2 separate regions of the Mus musculus genome follow, and region 1 is linked to region 2. A link is a contact called in public Hi-C data. All regions are on one chromosome and are shown on one strand. The core of a region is the stretch at or near the end of the contact, and the rest is flanking DNA. Distances in the headings are between cores, read along the strand shown.

Region 1 (3,511 bases), core at 441-2,940, 460 kb after region 2:
GGTAAATTGTAGGACATTTAAGAGGTTGGGCCTGACTAACTGAAGTGGATCACTATGGATAGGCCTTTGAGGGTCATACCCATGCCCTGGTGCTAGCATCTTTTCTGCTTCCTGGTCTGTTGCCATGTGAACAGCCTCTATAATATGCTTCTCCCATCACTGATTGGGTAGGCTGCTCTACCATGCCTCCCCCAATATAATGAACTAAAACCTTCAAAAACTGAGAGCCAAGATAAAACTTTTCCCCTTTCTAAATTGTTTCTGTCAAGTATTTTGTCACAGTAATAGAAAAGTAATACAGACAGATAGAGGAAAATGTTGTGTAAATAGTTACACTGTATTCTTTGGGAGATGGTAACAGGAAAACAGACTGGAACAATTTTGTACTCAGCCTTGATAGAACCAACTGGGTGGGACAAGAGACTATTAAGGGAAAAAGACCTGTGACAGGGACAGGAGACAGGCACATTAAAATCTGCTTCAGTGGAAGGCTGAGCATGGAAAACATTCCAGTTTTAGTTTAGAGAACTTGTTGAAAGTTGAAGTGGATATTAGTCATCTGCGTTTTCAACTTCATTTTCCAGCTGTTTCTTCTGTAGTTGTGTTTAGTAAGTTAATAGACAAAGAAAAGGAAAGGAAATGGACATGGCTGCTCCTAGGTATGGCAGAGGAGAAAAGCTTATTACACATATGTGGGAGAGCATAGCACAGGCAGAGACATCGAGAGTTCAGAGTGGACATGACCTTGAGCCATGTGGGAAGAGGGAGAGGTGAAGAAAGAGGGGAGAGAGGGGTAGAAGGTGCAGCAGCCAGGAGACCAAAGGTACGAAAGGGGTGAATAGCCAAAAACATCTGGATTATATAGAGAAGAGACTGTGGGGGAAGAGCAGCCCAGTCCCTTCTGCTGGAGGATGCAGTATGGGACCAAGAGATGCACCTCAGCCTGTCCTGGGTTTGAAACCTAACAACAAGTCTTTAACCTGGCCCCAAATTGGCAGGGAATTTTTGTTTTAAAGGTAAAACTGTGACCATGTTATTATAGCTTCACTTCTCTTCCTGGCCTCTCATTGCTGTCTATAAAATCCAATGTCCTTCTGTCTCTCCTACTAGCAGTCTTGTCCCTTTGTCCCCTGTCATGCTCATTGGCCATCAGTGTCTTTCAAGTTAGTTGACTGTTGTTGCTAGGCTGACGACATTCCCACCACATTACTTAACTACTCTTCAGCAGATGGGCCTGAATTTCCCTGCATTGTCTGTGGCTTTTCTGCCTGACAGCTTACTCATAACTGCCCAGTCATTAGATAAAAATCACTAGGCTGCACACAGTGCATACTTTAGTGAGTGCTCACACTTTGAGTGCATTCCTTGCATTGGAAAAGGATTCAGAAGGGCGCATGAAAATGATATGACTGTGTTTTCAGAAAAGAAAATTCTAGGATGTAGATATTGGGATTGCTCCTAATCATGTTGCAATTTTATGCTTAAAGTCATAAGTTGAAAGAAAGAAAGAAAGAAAGAAAGAAAGAAAGAAAGAAAGAAAGAAAGAAAGAAAGAAAGAAAGAAAGAAAGAGACAAACCTTGCCAGAGCCAACCTGTAAAGTAAAAGCAGGGGCACTAGACCAGAGGCCACATGGCAGAGTTCAGTAACACACACACTGGATCATGTGTGCGCAGAGGTGGAGAGACCCAAAGAATTAGATCTGCAATCCTGGTTCAGAGGCCCGGCAGCTGCACTTGCCTGCTGTGTACTCCCTTGAATGAGCAGGGCATTTCCAGCTCACCAGACCAACATGTTTGCTTCTATGCATAAGCAAATCAAGACTGAGCTGTTCCGCAGACTTTGAGTGGAATTAGCCAGGCATGCTCTTTGAAGCATTGCTCCCGGACTTACACCGCCGCAGTGCCCAGGAGAGTGACCCACTTTCACACTTGGAAACCTCTGTGGGTGTGTTCAGTTCCCACAGACTGTGCTCTGACTCTAGTGGCTTTCTTTCCTACTTACAGTTTGGAGGGTGCTCCTCTTTTATTTACCAAAAGCATGGAGTAAAGGAGAAGAAACGACTCAATCGAGCAGGCTTGGCTTACAGAGTTTCATGAGACAGACTGTTATGCAGAATTCTGGATTTGCTCCTAAGCAACAGAGAGACGTGTTCCTGGGCAGCCCTGAACTGGGGCTTCTTGTTCAAGTCGGGCACTCTCCCCTCAGCAGCCCAGCTGCCCAGGAGCAGAGCTAGGCATGCCTTGCCTAGCTACAGGAGTACTGACTAGAGGACATTTTCAGATGAACTATGTGCATAGAGGATATTTTCTGGCCCTAACCCCTCAAGGTTCTAAATGTTCCCTAATATATCATATCATTTTGACAGGGCTTTACCTAAATAACCCCATGAGTGGCTGATAAAGAAGAAATTAGAAGGATGCAAAACACTTGTTTTAAAAATCTGAGGTGGCTTTAGCCATTCCTGTGATGTTGTAATGTGAGTTCTGTAGTTTACACATGAAGCCAGACTTGGGCCTCCTCTCCTCCCTCCTCGCTACTCTAATACAATAGCATCTCTTAGGATCTAACAAGAAATGGAGAATGTGGGCCTTCATGGAAATCTCCTGAATCCCACTTGGCATTCTCATGTATTATTCTTGAGACTAGTACAGCGCCAGTGACCAGGAAGCCTCCATCCAGCCCAGAACTCCATCAAACATCATGGCACTTACACCCACAATAGCTTTGGAGCTTACATCTGCCCTGATATACCCAGCTATTTTGCTGTATAACTCAACCATCGTTCTTTATCCTGGTCTTTTTATCCTTCAGGTATAGAATGGAGCCAGCATGATCTGAGGGGAAGTCTCTCCCTTTGTCAGGTTGTCCGTCAGGTTCTGCCTCCTCAGCCATGCGCCCTGAGTCTGAGAGTAAGCCCTGCTTGGGGTATGGCCAGTGATAAAGGCTGTGCTACTGCATGAGCAAGCCTGGGATTCTGTCCCCACCACCAAAGGGAAAGAAAAACAAAGCAAGACTTTATAGTTGCTTTTATTTATGGAACATTATGAGAGCGAGATCAATTTTTCCTTTCCCTAAAAAAAGCTCAGCTCCCCAGTCCGAGCCCAGCAGTTGGCCTCACTGCTGTGATTAATCCCAGCCACACTAGAGAGCCTGTGCCAGATGTCAGGGTCTTGTGCTCTACAGCATTCCCTGGAGGACTGCATGGTTACTTTGTCTGTGACATTGAGATAACAGCTCCGGGGCACCTCCTGGATCATCTATACCGTACAGTTCAGATTATCTCTCCTGGCTTGTACAGCTGTGCCCTGACAACAGCTCCCCATGTGAAATAGTGGAGCAGATGCCGTGGATTAAGTGAGAGCAACCTACACCACCACATTACGTCCAGCTACTGGACATAGCAGGCATCAAGTATGACTGTTAATATCCTTGACTACCAAACATGTCAGTAGCTTTTCCCTTTCCTTGGAGTCTTCCCACAATGCCTTTTGATTATTTGGGTATTCTCTC
Region 2 (3,594 bases), core at 527-3,026:
AGAGCTACAAAGAACCAGGGAATGACAGCTTCCTCAGTTTTCAACTCCTTGTAAGAGTACAAAGGTGCTTCCATAGGCCAGATGAACCCAAGATGTCCTGGGTGCTGATCTTCCCATGGCTACAAACACCTCTGAGCTTGCTAGCCAGAAGTAGAGAACAAGGACCCAATACCAAGGGAACCCAGAGACAGTAATATCTCAGCTCTTAGGACTCAGGACTGTCACTTCTGTGGATCAAAAAACAAAAACAACAAACAAAACAAACAAAACCAGTCAGACTTGCTGATAAAGGCTTTAGTGGAGGCTGGAAAGAGCACCTCATCTCCAGTGAGTGGGTCATAAGGCCCTAGCTGATCGCAGCATGGAATAGCAGAGATATTTTGAAAGAAATTAGCAATGTACCATTTCTAGTCTTCCTCACTGACATGAAAGGCAGAGACTGCCTTGAGGTGGGCTCCTCCCATATAAAAACCTGTGTCTGGAGCATCAAATGCCCACCCAGTTCACCATCCTCCAAGTGGTTTCTCAGCATACCACTCCACTCAATCCAATCATCAGCTAGTCATAAATCCCTCACAATAGGACATTGGCTGAACCTGATGCAGAATCTGGAGACAAAACCTGTATTGTATTCATGCTAAAACTCCTGAAGTTCAGGTGAGAGTGTGTTATTCATTGTAGTGTTTGAGGTCATTTTCATGTCAAAGACTCACATCTAATCACAGGCTGATTTACAAGACATTGTAAACATGTCTACTTTATATGTAAATAAGTTACAATATCATAAATGCCATTCTCTAGGATTTACTGTGTGCCAGGCCCTGTCATAAATTTTCTACATGGATTATTAACTCATTTAGTTATCATAATAACCCACAGAGATGTTAACTAACTCCCCCCCAAGTCATACAGTAAGTCTAAATGGGATTTTCCTACAGGCATTGACTCCATAGTGCATTCTGTGCAACCACAGCCACCTTGGTCCACATGGTCCTACCCAGTGTTAGAGAGCTCTCCTAGTGGGAATGAAGCCCACGGTTCTGTCTCTTCTTCCTTCCTCTCTCTCTCTCTCTCTCTCTCTCTCTCTCTCTCTCTCTCTCTCTCTCTCCCTCCCTCTCTCTCTCCCTCTCCCTCTCCCTCTCTCTCTCTTTCTCTCTCTTTCTCTCTCTTTCTCTCTCTCTCTCTCTCACACACACACGCACACGCACACTTGCACTACTTCCTTTATCTTCTCCAGAATTCTGTGTTCTGAAGATCAGAATCTGTGAAGGTAGTTAAAAAAAATTCACAATAAAAACTTATTCCAAAAATCTAAGTCAGGGTAGAGCTATCAGATCCAAACTCTGGTTGATTGTTGGAAAACTTAGGCTGGCGTGGTATTAGCATAGGCGGGTACCACACACCTACATTATAGTCTCCTATTTCCCAGCCTGCCTCTAAAGTCTTCTCTTCAACAAGGTATCATAAAACCTTGTGAGCACAGACTGAAGGAGAGGTGGGAGTGGTCTCTATTGTTGCTCTTTTGGACACCCTTAGGCCTCCAGTGTTTACAATAAATAAAAATGACACAGTGACTATTTGTTGGATGTACTATAAATGAAAGAGTAGTTTTGTTTTGTTTTGTTTTGTTTGTTTTGTTTTATGGTAGAAATTCAGTGGTGAGATCATTTTTACTCTATCACTAGAACTTTTTCTTAGGAAAACATGAACACTATCGCCTTCTAGATCTCACAGATTGGTTTGTTTAGGCCAGAAGCTCCAGCCACCATCTGTTCCTTGACAGCATGGATAGTTTATTCATACTCTTGCCTATTCATCTGTTTTGTGTCTCCCTTTGCCCATTCCTCACTTACAATAAACAAAATCCTATCATTGTGTGATGGAAGCCAGTCCTCCAAATCCTCTTGGACTGGGGACAAGGGTGTTTGCTCAAGGGGAGGGAAGTGAAAGATGGAAAGAATAAAAGGCATATCATGTAGTTAGAACACATAGAGGATGGGGGAGATGACTAAGTCAATGGAGTGTTTAACATATAATCTTGAGGTCGTGAGTTCAATGGCCATAATCCATGTAAAACAGTCCTGTATAATTATGTAATCCTAAAGCCAGGGAGGTTAAGACTGGCCAACTCTTGGGACATGCTGGACAGCTAGTCTAGCTGAACTGGTGAGCTCTGGGTTCATTGAAAAAGAAAGAGGCTATGTGTGATTGATGAATACACTTGACATTGACCTCTAACCTATACATGGATACACGTGTGTACATTCACAGGTGCACATCAAAAATAAAACCCATAGAAGACGACTAATCACAATTAACCATGGTGTTCTACGTGTGTCTGACTTTCAGTAGTCGTTTGGAGTCCAAGCTCAGCAGTGTAGAGGAAAAGTCCATTCATCTAAAGATTTCTAACATCTGCCACACTTTTCACATTGTTTGCAAAATATCTTATTTTGCCTCATTAATTCAAAGTAAGAATTTGTGGAAATTTACAATTTTGTTTGTTCGTTTGTTCATTTGTTTGTTTTATTTTTCTGATAAAAGAGATAACATTTTCCCATGATCACAGGAACATGGGGGAAGACATCAGTAAGTTCTTATTATTATTACTGTCCCCAGTTGCTGACTTAAAAGAATATCTATGCTAGATATGAAGAATCAAGAACAAAGAATCCAGTATATCTGGAAATGCAGAAGAAAGACTCAGGGAAGCCTTGGTCAAGGCTTGGTGAATCACCTGGTGTGATATTTCTTCTCATGAAGAGCAGGTGGGGACTCAAAAGAGGAGAATTAGTTGCTCTCAGATCAGAGACCATTTCACTATTTTAGTACTGACTTTGATGTGGTGCCATGCCAGTCTACAGCCCATATCTGAGAAGGAGATCTGTGTTACTCATAACTTCTGTATCTGGGACTAGGCATTGGGAACCACCTCCTGGAAGCACCATGGTTTCCAGAAAAGTAACTCCCCAGCTATGAGAGAAGAAGATGAAGGAGCAAAGAGCTTGTGTCATGAGAAAAGCAGTGACCGAGTAGCTTAGAGGATGTTTCTGCACTCCTGGACTTTTTTCTTAAAGCAGCAAAATCACAATCATAATGATATATATTATGTGTTCCAATTTGATAAGAGTATATTTCCATATGAAATTATCTATAGTAATATAAAGTAATTTGAGAGATGTGATAGAGAAAAATACTTCTTAACCTCTATTCATCTATTAGACCGGGAGAAGAAGAAATAGGAAGTGGAAAGGGCAGAATGCTGTCGAGTACCCCTTGAGAACTATGTCAGACAAGATATGCTTTGAATTTCAGAATTTTTCAGGTTTTGAGATATATGTATGTTAACTTTGTGCAGGAAACAGAGTTTTGTGGTGTAGAAATTTTGTACTTGTAGTATGTTAATGCTAAGGGATATTCTATTTATACTTGTTTTTCAAGTCACATTGTCACCAATGAAATTACTTTTTCTCTAACACCCTAATGTTGGTGCTCAAACCTGGATCTGAATAGTAGACACATGACTTTAGAAAACTCACCTTGGTCTGACAAGAGAACGCATTCTTGAGTCCATGTACAATTCTGGGCATTTGG

What was found. Hi-C and Micro-C count contacts between places; a contact is called where the count stands out from the background.
Region 1: a contact with region 2 is called in a Hi-C map of uterus, with 3 times the contacts expected there. The contact joins two enhancer-like sites. A contact is called at or near these places in 1 of 484 Hi-C or Micro-C datasets (uterus) and 1 of 115 datasets of contacts at active chromatin or transcription factors (embryonic stem cells).

What each region holds. Positions count from the first base shown.
Region 1 is chr4:5,791,996-5,795,506 of GRCm38.p6, forward strand. The region is part of intron 2 of Fam110b (family with sequence similarity 110, member B); the gene reads left to right. Among named protein-coding and RNA genes, the nearest start is that of Gm24337, 110 kb to the left of the region's middle. Within about 2 kb of position 1,691, at least 94 of the 459 cell types and tissues checked have an H3K27ac peak or open chromatin away from gene starts, as enhancers often do. A contact at or near this core is called in uterus, where this site is marked.
Region 2 is chr4:5,335,850-5,339,443 of GRCm38.p6, forward strand. No RefSeq gene overlaps it. Among named protein-coding and RNA genes, the nearest start is that of 4930423M02Rik, 290 kb to the right of the region's middle. Within about 2 kb of position 1,777, at least 2 of the 459 cell types and tissues checked have an H3K27ac peak or open chromatin away from gene starts, as enhancers often do. A contact at or near this core is called in uterus, where this site is marked.